3 separate regions of the Mus musculus genome follow, and regions 2 and 3 are each linked to region 1. Evidence: chromatin contacts called from public Hi-C and promoter capture Hi-C data. All regions are on one chromosome and are shown on one strand. The core of a region is the stretch at or near the end of the contact, and the rest is flanking DNA. Distances in the headings are between cores, read along the strand shown.

Region 1 (4,485 bases), core at 1,191-3,690:
GTTTTTCTAAGTTTTGGGGGTAGGAACAGTCAGTTGTACCAAGATCTAGCAAAGGAATGCATGAGAAAAAGAAACGTCCCCCTCTGCCCACATGAAGACTGTCTGAACAAGTGCATCTAACCATTACCCACCCTGATGAACAGTGCAGCCCTTTCAGGGCCACTGCTCTGCAGCAGGGCTCCAATGACCGCGAAGAAAGTCTGACGTAAGACAGGCAGGGGGACAGGAAATTCTGCACTGAGGGTCAACTGCTCCACAGCCAAGTTCCTGGCCACGTGACAGACAACTGCCTCACCAGTGAGAAAGCTAACTAGACTCTCAGTGCCTTCGGCGGGCAAGTCTGGGAATTCGTCTTCGAGAAACTGTGTGAGGCACCGATGTGAAAAAGACAGCCCTTGTTCGAACAGTTCCTGATTGTCCTTAAGATTCAGAAGAGCAGCTTCTTTCTCTATGCCAAGGCTCTGACGTTTCGCCTCTTCGCTTTTGATGTAGCAGCTATTGATAAATGCAGTTTTGAGAAGGTCCAACGAAAAGGTTTCTTGTAAGCGAGATCCAAAGGCTTGTACCTCCGCATGGTAATCCCAGTTTGGCTTCTCTGAGCTGAGGAGGCAGACAGTAAGAGAGTAAGGAGGAGGGCATGGTACCACGTAAGGTGTGCTCTAACTTTACTACATAACGGAATGAAATGAAGTTTGTTTCTTTTATTGTCGGATTCTAACAGTCTAAATACAAAAGGTAATACAGATAACCACTGGCAGTCCGTCATTACTGTCTATATATAAGATGTGGGGGTTTCCCTTTGGCTTAACTGCCATATTAAACAGATTGTTCACATCACATTAGGCTGCTCTGCTAGTATTTAAGTTCTCTCTTTCTGCTCTAACAGTGACATTATGCTTTCTACCTGAGTATGAACAAATTATAACTATATAGATTCAGGCCACAAACTGAAAGTAATTATGTTTAGTTTATATATATTTATTTAAAGCTCAGAAATGTCCACTTGAATTTCCAGTTACATAAGTTAATATCAGTCTTATGAGTGTGTCAAAATTTCATAACCACAGGCGAGGGTTGAGGCTGTTCTAATTCAGTGGTAGTGGTAATTGACACAATGGCCTGGTGTGTGCAGGTACACTGTACAGACACACAATTCCAAGAATTAAATGCCTTTTCCTAGAGAAAATTAAATGTCTTTTCCTAGAGAAAAATAATGCCACAATAAAATCCTTTAAAGTTAAAAGAGAGAAGAAAAATAGATCTAAGTTTAAAATCATAAATCTAAATTTGTTTTCTATAGTTTTTTCCAATTTTAACTCATTAATCTTAAAATACCCACCTGTCTATTGGGCAAGGGAATGTAAATTAAGACATGATTCTGAGTCTTGCTTATTAAACCACAATAATTGTGCAATAGAAGGTGTATTCTCACTGGTGTTAGTGTAAAGGGGATTAATATTCTCCTGGAGGGCAATATTAAAATAGTAATCAAAGTCTCAGCTCAGGAATAACTAGCTAACTAGAGACAGTTCCTGCTTCTTTGGTGTTCTAACAATCTAACGGAAGTCAAATGCCAAAGAAACTGTAAGAATGAAGTTGATCTTCGTGTACTTTTGCCCACTAAGACAGAGTATACAGAAAGTGCATGATGCAGGATCGTATATAAGCATGATGCACTTTAGAAAAATCTGTGGGGTTTTTGTTGAGGTTGTTGTTGTTGTTGGCTGTTTTGATTTGTCCGACAACCCCCCCCCCCGCCCCCAGGCAAGAAGATTAATTAGATAAAAAACCTAAACTTTTATCCTCACTCCAGGCAGTGGACATGAAATTCTGTTACACACAGAATTAAATGTTTCTACCCTGGTACGCAATATGGTAGAATTGATGACCCTATTCCTCTTTAAAATACCCAATTGGCCTGAGATTAGGAAGTGACAAAATTGGGTCAATCCCAATCCCAAGCAGTTACCCTCTGGTCGACCCCATTTGCTTATATTCAGCTAGTGAGATTCTGCAGGGGACAGCCCAGCCCCTGTCGCCCAGTTCCTCTGCCCCATGCTGCCTGCAGGAACGTGCCCACCGCAGTTGCCTGCAGCCTGGTGTCCTCGCCGCCACCTTAGCCTCTCCACCCTCCCGAGACGCCTACCGTCGCACTGGCGGCGGCGGGCAGCGTAGCAGGCGCCATCGCTCCAGCTCTTTCTGGAAGCGGAAGGCGGCACGGAATCCCTTCTTCACTCCCCGAACCGGAGGAGCCAGCGTGGGGACGGCCGGAGCCAATAGGCGGCGAGGGCCCTGCTGCAGCAACCGGAATACAGCAGAAGCCATGGCAAGAACAAGGCAATAGGAGGCGGAAGGAAGACAGCCGGAGCGGTGTAGCCCGAACGCGGTTCCCCGGAAACTGGTGCAGCAGCAGAGAGAGGCCTGAACGCTGGAGGACACCGAAGAGGGAGCATGGCTAGTGTACTGCGCGTGCGCAAGTGCTTCTTTCTGCCCATTCTGTAAGTATGGGTGCAGAAATTGTTGAGAAACAGTTGCTTGACCCTATCAGTCTCGCTTGTGTTTATTTCTCATTAAAGCAGAACAAAAACTAGTTTTTAAAGTTCTAAATAAAACACTTAAATTTTCACAAGAAAAACATTTCTTGTTTACATTCAGTCTTAAAAGTTGCAGACCATCATTCCAGCCACTACTGAGGAAATGTTTTCAAAGTTTAAGGCTTCACCCAACCGTTTCCAAAAAGTCTCGCTTACAAAAGCACGTTCAGAAGTGTGTTTAACTTAACCAAAATTAAAGTTTGTATTTTAAAACAACTACTTTCCTCCCACCCTACCCCCCTCCCACAGGGGAAGACTCGGGACCAGGAGGGGTACATAAAAATATTAACAGTGAAATTACAAGTTTTTTTTTTAAAAATCTGTATCAACGTTTGAAGCTTTCCTAACAAAATATGAGTAAAAGACCTGAAGTCAGAAATGGAAGTGTCTCTGCTTCTTTTCCCATAGTTTTTATGGTGAACATCTTTTCCTTGAGAGGCACCTGTATGGTTCTTATACAAGGGAAACAATTCCCCTGCACTCACCCAGTTAGACTCCAGGGTCTTTGTGCCTGCTTTCACAAACAGCTTGTTCATTTTTTTTCTCTTTTTTTATTATTATTATGTATTTTCTTCAATTACATTTACAATGCTATCCCAAAAGTCCCCCCACTCCCTCCCCCCCCCCACTCCCCTACCCACCCATTCCCATTTTTTGGCCCTGGCGTTCCCCTGTACTGGGGCATATAACGTTTGCCTGACCAATGGGCCTCGCTTTCCAGTGATGGCCGACTAGGTCATCTTTTGATGCATATGCAGCTAGAGTCAAGAGCTCTGGGGTACTGGTTAGTTCATAATGTTGTTCCTCTGATAGGGTTGCAGATCTCTTTAGCTCCTTGGATACTTTCTCTAGCTCCTCCATTGGAGGCCCTGTGATCCATCCAATAGCTGACTGTGAGCATCCACTTCTGTGTTTGCTAGGCCCCGGCCTAGTCTCACAAGGGACAGCTATATCAGGGTCCTTTCAGTAAACGCTTGCTAGTGTATGCAATGGTGTCATCGTTTGGAGGCTAATTATGGGATGGATCCCTGGATATGGCAGTCTCTAGATGGTCCATCCTTTTGTCTCAGCTCCAAACTTTGTCTCTGTAACTCCTTCCATGGGTGATTGTTTCCAATTCTAAGAAGGCGCAAAGTGTCCACACTTTGGTCTTCGTTCTTCTTCAGTTTCATGTGTTTTACCAACTTCTTATGCTCGTTTTCTGCTTCTGTAACTCTGCCTATTTGCCTGTCAAATCCTCCATTTGGAAACCCCCTACTCTTGGACGACAAAAAAACCTTATCTTCCCTAGATCTAATGAGGATCTCTTGAACCCCACCTGTATTGAGAGACAGCCAATGTACACAAACTTTAGAGGTTTGTTTTAATCAATTGCTTTCTTTAATTAATTTGGCCATCATGATTTGAGCTAGGGGTCTTTTTCCTCACATCTGTGGGATTAACAGTAATCTCAAGCTTAATAAAGTTAGTGAAAGAGATCCACACACATTGGGAGTTCCCCTTCATACCTCAGATTAGGAACAAACCACACCCAAACACCTGCTTTCACAGAGAGATCCTTTATTAAGTGGGGGAGGAAAGTTAAGGTGGCTGCTTTCTCACTCTGGCAGAAAAACAGTAGAGAAAGAGGGGGGTCATGTTAGGATGGATGATACATTTTGATTGGGTATTTTAATTAGATGAGCCAAAGGGGGCTAATGATTGCTGGCCTTCAATACTTACATAGCTGGACTCTGGCAGTCAGCCTTAGGAGGAGGAAGTGACCAAGTAAAGGAATAGACCTTGGTGGCTAGCTTTAGGAATGTAGTCTAATGGTTTTTAGCAAGGCAGAGGGAATGGAAAAGAAGGACAAGGCCTACCAGAGCCAGGCTGCCAGAGTCCCTTCAGTTAA
Region 2 (4,485 bases), core at 1,109-3,608, 2.9 Mb before region 1:
GGTGAGAGCCACTTTTATCCCTGCGGGAGGAGAACAGCGACTGAGAAACTAGATGATACCGTTGTTAGGGACTTAGCTAGAAAATCTTTAAATAAAAGCCACAAAGATTTACAACTTTACACTAATAAACAAAGAATTTCAAAAGTACCAAATTTTGATGTCTTAGAACAGACAGTCACCATGTAAGGCAGCAGCTCTCAACCCGAGGGTCTCGACCCCTATGGTTGTTGAGTGACTACCACAGTGGTTGGACACTTTTGTGATATTTATAATACAATTCATGACAATAGCAAAATTGCAGTTATGAACTAACAACAGTAATAATTTTATAGTTGGTTACCACAAAATGAGGACTGTATTAAGACAATACTACTGCCTCAGTTTTTAGATTGTATGTTTCAATAAAACAGAGGAGGACCTAATTATTTTTTCTTTCTCATTAAAACTATGGTACTTTGGGTATTCTTTGGTAACAAATAAACTTAATTTGGGGCTAAGGTTTTACTCCCACGTCTTTGGTCATTACATGCTTGTTGTATACCTTGAGATAAATCTCCTTCAGACTCCTATCTGATACCACAGCTCCACTTTCTAGGCCACACCCAAACATCCGCAATGTTTTCCAATTTCATCGGGGTCCCGTACATTACACTCAATTTCTTCTTTAGGTTGGCTTTCATTTTTAAAAACACAAATCTATTTTTAAGGGACTATTTACCCTTAATTAATATTCACTACCTTTGAACCATAAACTTGCTGTACGCATATAAACATATGTAACAAAACCAAAACTATTTAAAAAAATTAAGTCGCAGTGAATCAAAGGTCTAATCTAAGAACTGCTGAAGCTCTGAGTCAAAACCTTGAAGATACACAGGCACAGGCAAGGACTTTCTGCAAAGGGCTCCGAGAGGCTGAGGAAACACCAGCAAGAACTGGCATCATGTAACATACAAACTTTCTGTAGAAATTAAGAGTAGAGAGATTCTACGGGATCTTTGTTGGGTAGTCATATGGCAGGGGGCTCACATCTAGAATTATATAAACAACCCAAAAACCTACTAAAGGGACCCCCCCCCCCCGTATCTATTAACAACAAAAATGTCACAACAGCAAGGAGAGAGTAACAGAAGAAACTTTGTAAATCTAAAATGAGGCAGCCCTATCAGACAGGAAGAGAGCTAACACAGTTCCTTCCAGTAGTTCAGTAAAAAAACATGTACTCAGAGACACCACTGAGGAGCTATCTCAATTCACAGGTCCTCGAAACCAAAAATTAGACAACCCGTTATCCACATATAAACACACATACACACCCCTCCTCAAGCAATCTAGTTGCGCTCAGAATACTAAATAGGGCTCAATGGTCCTACTTTCCCTAAAGGTTTTTCTTTGGGGAATCTCATTAGTAGCCAAAGCGACTGAGGGAGAAAGGAATGTTTCTCACCTGGGAAAAAGGGCATCCCCATTCACTGGCTCCCCGTGGGAGGCCTGCTTAGCATTATTGGGCACAAGTTTTAGTCTTCTGGAATTAGAGAGCACCACCAATTCAGAGACAGCGTTGCTCTTCCCAGAAAATGCGTCCTGCTCCTGAGCTAGTGGGACTGGGACGCTGGTTTGTTTGTTTGTTTCTTGTTTTTGTTTGCTTGTTTGTTTTGCAATGACAAGTTTTTAGCAAATGGAGGTCAGGGGCTATGGGGGACCTGGACCCCAGCTTAGCGTGGGGTGCGGGGGTATAGCCCGCAACGCCTCCAGCGAGCAAGGATGCTATGGCCAGCCCGGGGTCTCCCAAAGGCCTTTAGTTATACGGATTTTACACAAAACAAAGAGTTACTTTTAAACGCGACAGACTCAAGGTCAAACTGCGAGGTGCTTGGGCCCGTGGAAGAGATGCCCGAAAAAGCCCAGATCCAAACTCACAGGCTTCCTTCCGTTTCCTAACCCCAAACTAATAGGTGTTTTTCGTTTTGTCAGTAAAATTCGATTTTTGTTTCACAGAACAAGATGCGGAGGTAGAAACGGTGAAGAAGCCGGTCCCAAATATTTACAGGGCAGGGACCTGATGACGGGCCAAGGCCGGGGCCGCTCCGCCCAGTCTGGAGAGGGGTGTCACTGCCGCGGCGCTAGGCCCGGAGTCCTGCTTGGGGAGACTAGAGCACTCACCCTGGGCCTGCTGGAGAGTCCCCGGAGAGAGGGTCGCCGCCCGCCGGCTCCGGGGCACTCGGGTGAGCGCTCGCAGAGGCCGTTGACCGAGCGCACCGAGGCGCCCGGGCAAAGAAGCGGCGGAGCGGCCGCGACGGGCCGGGACAGACGCGAGAACGGCCAGGACTGACCCCTTCCAGGAGCCGTAGCGGAAGTAGGTTTCTGGTCATGTGACGAGAGAAGGGCGGATGTTGCATGCAGGCTCCTGAGACGTCGACGCGGAGCCATTTTTGTCGTGGGCAAAGTACTTCCGTCTCAGGTGATTCCTGTTGAGGGGGTTTCTAGACTTTGCGATCTTTAAGAACCTTGCGTTTGCAGGTAAACTGGTAACCTGTTTTAAAGGAACGCCTGAATAAAAATTCTTATGGTGGCCCGCGAATTTGCATATATAACTAAATATTGGAAGTAATTCTTCAGCAGTCTAATTGTGATTTCCCTAAAACTTACAAATTAAGAATCCGAGAAAAGGGGAAGCTGAATTGGGTTTCAAGATAGTAGGGGTCAGAAATCTCTTTCAAATCTAAACACCCAACTTGTGGCTCCCCTCTGGAAGGCAAGAACCATACTTGCTCATAGAAGGATAGACGGGAAGCCAAATCAGGAAATACGACGTGTGCCTCTATTTTCATAACCTAGCAACTTCACCCACTGTTTCTCATCCTTGGTGACAACCAACCAGGGTTAAAGAATTTTTTTTTTTACAATCTGTTCCATATTATAGTTGAGCCTGGTGCCACACTCTTGAAATCCCAGTATTAGGGACTTAGGAGCTAGAAGCTATAGGATCAAGAGTTCCAGACCAGCCTCAGCTAAGTATTGAGTGGAAGGCCTGTGTCATTATCTATATCAAACATACACACTCTTTTTTTTTTAAACAGTAAACACCTTGATACTTTAAAAAAAAAGATTAATTTATTATTATATGTAAGTACACTGTAGCTTTCTTTGGACACACCAGATGAGGGCGTCAGATCTCATTACGGATGGTTGTGAGCCACCACGTGATTGCTGGGATTTGAACTCAGGACCTTTGGAAGAACTCTTAACCACTGAGCCATCTCTCCAGGCCCATACATGCTCTTTTTCTTGTGGTTATTTCCTACTAATAGAGTCTAACATGTTTATATTGGTTTAAATATATGTAATCTAGAAACAGTTTTAAGTGTTTGTGAGGATGTGCATAGGTTATCTGCAACCATCAATTTTATATAAGAGACATAAGCTTGTGGATATGAGCTGTGATTCTAGAACAAATTTCTCACTCCCTTGTGCAAAGGAAGAGTATTTACTCAAGTGATATAGTCTTGAATCTAAAAATACTTCCAAAGTCAATCTTTGGCTCATTCTTATAACTACAGTTCTAAGGAACCAGAAGTAAGAGGGTGGGAGGATTGCCAGCACTACACAATGAACCCTGACTCAAAACAACAACAAAAACCCAAACAAAGAAAATCTCAGATGATCCCCCAGAAGTGTTATTTTCCTTCAAAATAATGTGTCAAACTTTCTGAATTTCATTCTTGTGTGTCCTTCCTAATATTGGTTTAAGATAAGCAAAATTTCCCTTTACCTTCTGAAGGTCTCAGTGAGACCCCAATTAAATTGGCATAAAACAGCAGGTGAACAGAATGGAAGCATACACTTTTAATTAGTAATTTTTGCTTGTATGTTGGAATATTGAAAAATGAAGACACAAAGAAGTTCTTAGGATCTATAATCTGTATCAGAAGCTGACCATTGTAGTAAATTGTAAAAATGTGAGAAGACACTTTTTAAGTGTCTTTGTCTCAAAATAATCTTTATTTCAAAGGGGCCTACTGTGGGTGGTGTGTCCTGCTAATTTATAGTGACAAGTAATCCTCCTTTACGGACAGATTAAATAACATTATCCTGTCATTCCAAGTCAAGGCCTTTGGGGGTAAGTATGGATAAGCTAGGTAAGCCATACATTATCAAGACTTTTAAATGTGTTCTCTCCCTCTCACTCATCCCTCTTTCTCACCCCTCTTCCTCTCCCTCTCCTTTTTTCCCCTTCTCTCTCCTTTCTCTCTCTTATCCCTCCCTTTCCCCATGGCAACTTCCTTGTCCTCAGTCCTTGGCACCAGTGAACTCACCCATTTGCCGGACAGCATCTTCCCAATAAACCTGTCTTTAATCTAATCTAATCTGGTTTAAATGGGTTGATTTCAGCAGCAGCAGAGAAATAACCTATCAAGGGTCTTATTGCTCCCTTACACTTCTTAAATGTTGCAGACTTCTTTTTCTTTTGTCCCTAGCCCTTTC
Region 3 (4,485 bases), core at 726-3,225, 2.5 Mb before region 1:
CACAGGCCACCACTAGTCACTGACCCTTTTTAACACTGTAATGAGCCTAGACTCAAGAACAGTAGCTTCAGACCCCAAATGATTATTTCTTCCTCTAGGTGAACCGTTGGAGAAAGGAATAGTTCTTAGAAAATGTTCCATGTAGTAATTTGGAGAAATAAAATAAAAATCATCCCGTTGGGAGCCTGTCCACTTAACTGTGACCGTCCCCAATGGACATGAGCCCTTCTTTGCTAAGATGGAGCCATACCATATATAGGGACAAAAGCTAAGGACAGAAACAGCTTTTGGTGGCGGGGTGCTAGCCACCACTGTATGCTTCTTTGTAACTCTGGTCTGGCCTTTACCAAACTACAGGACAAACTTAGGTATAACTAAGTTGAAGAAACAAGAAGGGCAAAGACCTTTAAACCACCTTGGCACAATTTCTAATAGTTCATTTTCTAAAATACCACAATGTAAATAAAATTAGTGGCATAACGGACTGCTGTAACTTTCTCGCTTGATGTGGCTGTTTGCATAGGGTCTCATGATGTAGCTCTGACTGGACTCCAAACTTAGGATATCTCTTGCCTCAGCCTCCTGAGCATTGCTGTTACAGGTGTGAGACATCCATAACTATCCTGTATCTAAATTTTTACTATTCATAAGTAGTTGGGATAAAAGTCTTTGCAGCAGTCATAAAATCATGCACTCCAACTGCTCTCTAACCCTACACCTCGTCCTTCCTCCACGACCTGTGCGCTTTCTTCATGCAGGTCTAGTAACTTCTCTTGGAGTGTTTTGTATGGGTTATTGCTACCCACTTGTTTTCACATGTCAACACTTAGTACTATGAAGTCACAGTTAAATGATTCGGTCAAGATTCCAGATCTAGAAAATACCTCACCTTACTCTAACCTCATTATGTATAAAATTCCATAACGAGTGAGTACTTTTTACGCTGTTATTCGTCGAACTCAGTACCCGGAAGTGCTAGAATGGACCGAAAGGCTTGCTCAAAGGGGTATGACACTAAAATCTGTACTGCCAACAATTCCCTCAGAAGATGCTGTTGATGGAGAGCAAACCCAGGACCAAGGCAGGAGCACTTGCTCTCCTGGAATGTACCAGAACACTAGAAGATCCGAAGCAGAATCAGTAATAGAAGCAGGAAGAAGGTAAATGAGGTTAGGACGTTGGGATGAAAAGTAGAGGGGGAAAAAAAAAAAAAAACAAAAAACCTGGCACCATGCCCCCCCCCCCAAAGAAAACCTGGTGTCATGAAGCTACTGAAAGGGACTTTTATAAATGAGTCTGACAACTGAATCTTAACCGTGCAATAATTAGATATTACAGTTGTTATTGTTGTTGTTGTTGTTTTAAATAATGCCTGTTTTGGAAAAACGGAAAGGCATGTGTGAAAAGAGAAGAGGTGAAGTCCCTCGGGTGTATGTCTGTCCTCTATTCTGTGGTACAGACAGCCTTACAGAGGTTAGGATGGGTCTGTGTGTTTGAGACAGAAGTGGCCGCCCCCCCAACCACCTGCCACTGCAAGCTCTGTGCAAGCTGATGCAACTTCGCCTCAAACTTCCTGAAGTCGGAGGAACCTCGCAAAAGCCTATCCGGGCAGCCTAGATCTCCATGAGCCAGGGAAGCGGTACCGGTGCGACTGCCCCTGCGACCCCATCCCGGCCGGCCGGAGGGGAGAAGAAGACCCGGACCCGGCGGGCCGGCTCCTCCGCCCGGTCCCTAAGCAGCACTTCCGCCCAGCGGACCCTGGCTGGCCCCATAGCAGCGCTTCCGCCCGGCCCGCAGCGGCCCGGATCTCAGCCCCGGCCCCGCCATCCGTGGTCCCGGGAAGCCGCAACACACGCCGCACAAAAGCGATGCCATACACTCAGCTGAAGAGACGCGGAAACTCACTCTCTCTAAGACCCGCTTGCGTCCTCACGTACTCCCGCGCTCGTGCGTCACTACGTCTGGACGCCGAATCCGGAGACTCAACTTCCGGCACGGACGCCGATTCCGCAGGCTCCACTTCCGGCGGCCTAGGGAAAGGAGCGGCAGTCTGCGCATGCTCCGTGCTTCGTACTGCCTTTTCGGCTTCCTCTAGCTAATGCGTAGCGCTCATCCTATTCAACCCTTAGCAACAAGGGTGTCGGTGTGCTTTTACAGCCATAACTAACTAATAATCACTTACCACGCGCACAGCGCATGAGTCGCCTATGGCCAGCTCCCTCAAGGCCAAAGTTTCTTCCCGGTGCAGTGTAGTCTACCAAGTGGACGGTGGAGACAGTAGCTGTTCCCAATGGGCCTCAGGAGAGCTGCTTATCCCAGAAAGTAGGCCGGCGAAACAGGGCCACGGTGTACATTTCATTCCCCAAGCACAAACACGAGGCCACACTGCTTAGCCTGTTTACTGCTTTAAGGGCTCGTGAGAAAAGGTTTTTGTGACTTAGGTCGTTTGATGCAATTTTCTCCTTCTAACGTGGAACCAGTTTCATGGGCAGCTTCTTCTAAAGGCAATGCTGCATTTGTGTCCTACAAGAAAACGATGTTTGGTGTAATTATTTTTCTAGTAATTAGAGGAGAGCTCCACCTTTTCAAGGCATGAATTGGGTGCAGGTATATTTACCAAAAGGCTTAGTAGCCACGTCTAGTTAGCATATTAAAAACTTCCCAGTCCCCCAAAAGTTAATCTTCTATTGTATAACAGAAGAAATTCTCCTAAAAAATTTTCCCTTGTAGTTGGAATTTGAATGAAAATTTCCCACACTATTAGGAGATATAGATGAGAATTTCAAGTGACAAAATTCTTAGCAAATTCAAGAATGAATTCTTATAATTTAACCCCTTTCAGGTATAAAAAAAAGTGGGGGGGTATGTAAGTCCAAGACTGACATTGCGAAACTGCATTCCTGGAAATGGAACCCAAGTGAGTAGGGGGAACTAAATTGCATGTAGAAATATATCTCCTTAGGAAGAAAACATGAATGCAATTTCTCAAAAGGAGAGGTCTCTATTTGTTCTTCCCACCAATTCTATGCATCCATTCCATTAATATACTCTTGCTTTATATTCTCTGTCAGTCTACCCCTTTCTATACTTACACTGTTTTTGTTATTATCTTGTTTTTAAGTGCAGAAGTGACTTTAAAAGAGCCGCAAATCAAGTCTCAAATCAGTAATCTCAAAAAAAATGCAATTGTAAATAGACAGGGCTTAGGAATGTTCTTGGGGAGCAGGCTGTGATGGTGAACACTAATGACCCCACAGTTTGAAGGTAGAGACAGGAAGATTGGGAGTTCAAGGACAGCCTCAGCTATATAACTTCAAGACCAGCTTAGTCTATATGACATCCTGAATCATAAAAAGTAAAGAAAAAAAACATTTTAATCCTATTTTAAATATGAGTAAAATGTTTCATTGGCATATAAGAGGACAGAGAAAAACCATTTTTTTAATGACCTCACCAGACATAGGGGCAAACACCTGTAATCTCTCCACTTGGAAAATAGATGCAAGAATATCAGGAGTTCCCATTATCTGGGTAATAATTTCCTAGCCTAAACTTTAATAGAGGGACAGTCAGAATTCTTACATGTAAACAAAGCTTAAAATTACTAAAGACTCAAAGCCAGACTAAGTCCTCTAACGTTTTTGTAGAAAAGCAAGTCATTGTTACATTACCTTGTAAAAATTATAATTTTTAAGTTCTCAAAAGTATTTTACTTGTCAGCTAAGATATTATTATGCATATTCCATTTAGTATATGAAATATATTTATGGTGTGCAGTTTTAAATTGTATCTAACCCTTGAGGGACAAGCAACAATTCTTAGCCATTTGACTCAAATTAATGTTCATAAAATATGGTGCCTGTGTTGAAACTGGGGGTTTGGTTACCTCCTTTGAACATTTCATAACTGGGTGGAAACTAGCAGAAAGGCAGATAGACATTCCCACCTTCCAGAATCCACCCTGAAGGAGAAAAGATGCCAGACAACAACACAGTGTACCAAAAAACTGGATTATCCTGTAAAGGAGGAGTTTGTTGTTATCTCTCACAGCTTCTAATGAATCAAATATATTACACTCAAACTGTTTCAAAAGATGGGTTACGTTGATTAGAGATTGTCTATCATCCTTCTTATGGAACAGCTTTCAAATTAGATGATTCGGCTATGAGAACTATAACAGGGCAAAATTGGGCCAAGTGTCGTGATAAGATTATCAACACTTAATAGTAGACTACACACACACACACACACACACACACACACACCCGCACTAACCCTAAGAGACTTATAATGGCCATAGAAAATAGATGTTACAAAACTAAAAGGTTCGTAGTGAGGAAAAAAAGATTTCACTGTGATAAGATAGCCAAAACATTAAGAAGAGACAAGAACTGTAAATGTCTACATATCCAACAATATAACTCTAAGGTCATGAAGATAAAATTGGTAGCATTGGGAATTTAGGGTGTATCCAAATGTTAGAGT

Evidence for each region. Promoter capture Hi-C pulls out the DNA fragments that hold promoters and counts their contacts. A called contact is a pair of places that touch in the nucleus more often than the background predicts.
Region 2: a promoter capture Hi-C map of pre-B cells shows a contact between it and region 1, with 7 times the contacts expected there. The contact joins the promoter of Mff here to the promoter of Mrpl44 in region 1. A contact is called at or near these places in 3 of 39 promoter capture datasets (the 3T3-L1 cell line, embryonic stem cells and pre-B cells) and 2 of 9 other capture datasets (adipose tissue and liver).
Region 3: a contact with region 1 is called in a Hi-C map of CD4 T cells, with 3 times the contacts expected there. The contact joins the promoter of Rhbdd1 here to the promoter of Mrpl44 in region 1. A contact is called at or near these places in 2 of 39 promoter capture datasets (hippocampal neurons and pre-B cells), 1 of 484 Hi-C or Micro-C datasets (CD4 T cells) and 1 of 115 datasets of contacts at active chromatin or transcription factors (astrocytes).

The regions. Positions count from the first base shown.
Region 1 is chr1:79,773,973-79,778,457 of GRCm38.p6, reverse strand. It overlaps Mrpl44 (mitochondrial ribosomal protein L44), which reads right to left and starts at 2,440. Exons shown (of 4, transcript NM_001081210.1): 1 at 2,147-2,440; 2 at 132-600. The coding sequence starts at 2,325. It also overlaps a transcript of Wdfy1 not described here.
Region 2 is chr1:82,722,763-82,727,247 of GRCm38.p6, reverse strand. Mff (mitochondrial fission factor) reads right to left here and starts at 2,358. Exons shown (of 9, transcript NM_029409.3): 1 at 2,164-2,358; 2 at 1-20. C430014B12Rik (a long non-coding RNA gene) reads left to right here and starts at 1,327. Exons shown (of 4, transcript XR_865578.3): 1 at 1,327-2,461.
Region 3 is chr1:82,314,069-82,318,553 of GRCm38.p6, reverse strand. Rhbdd1 (rhomboid domain containing 1) reads right to left here and starts at 1,975. Exons shown (of 7, transcript NM_029777.3): 1 at 1,906-1,975.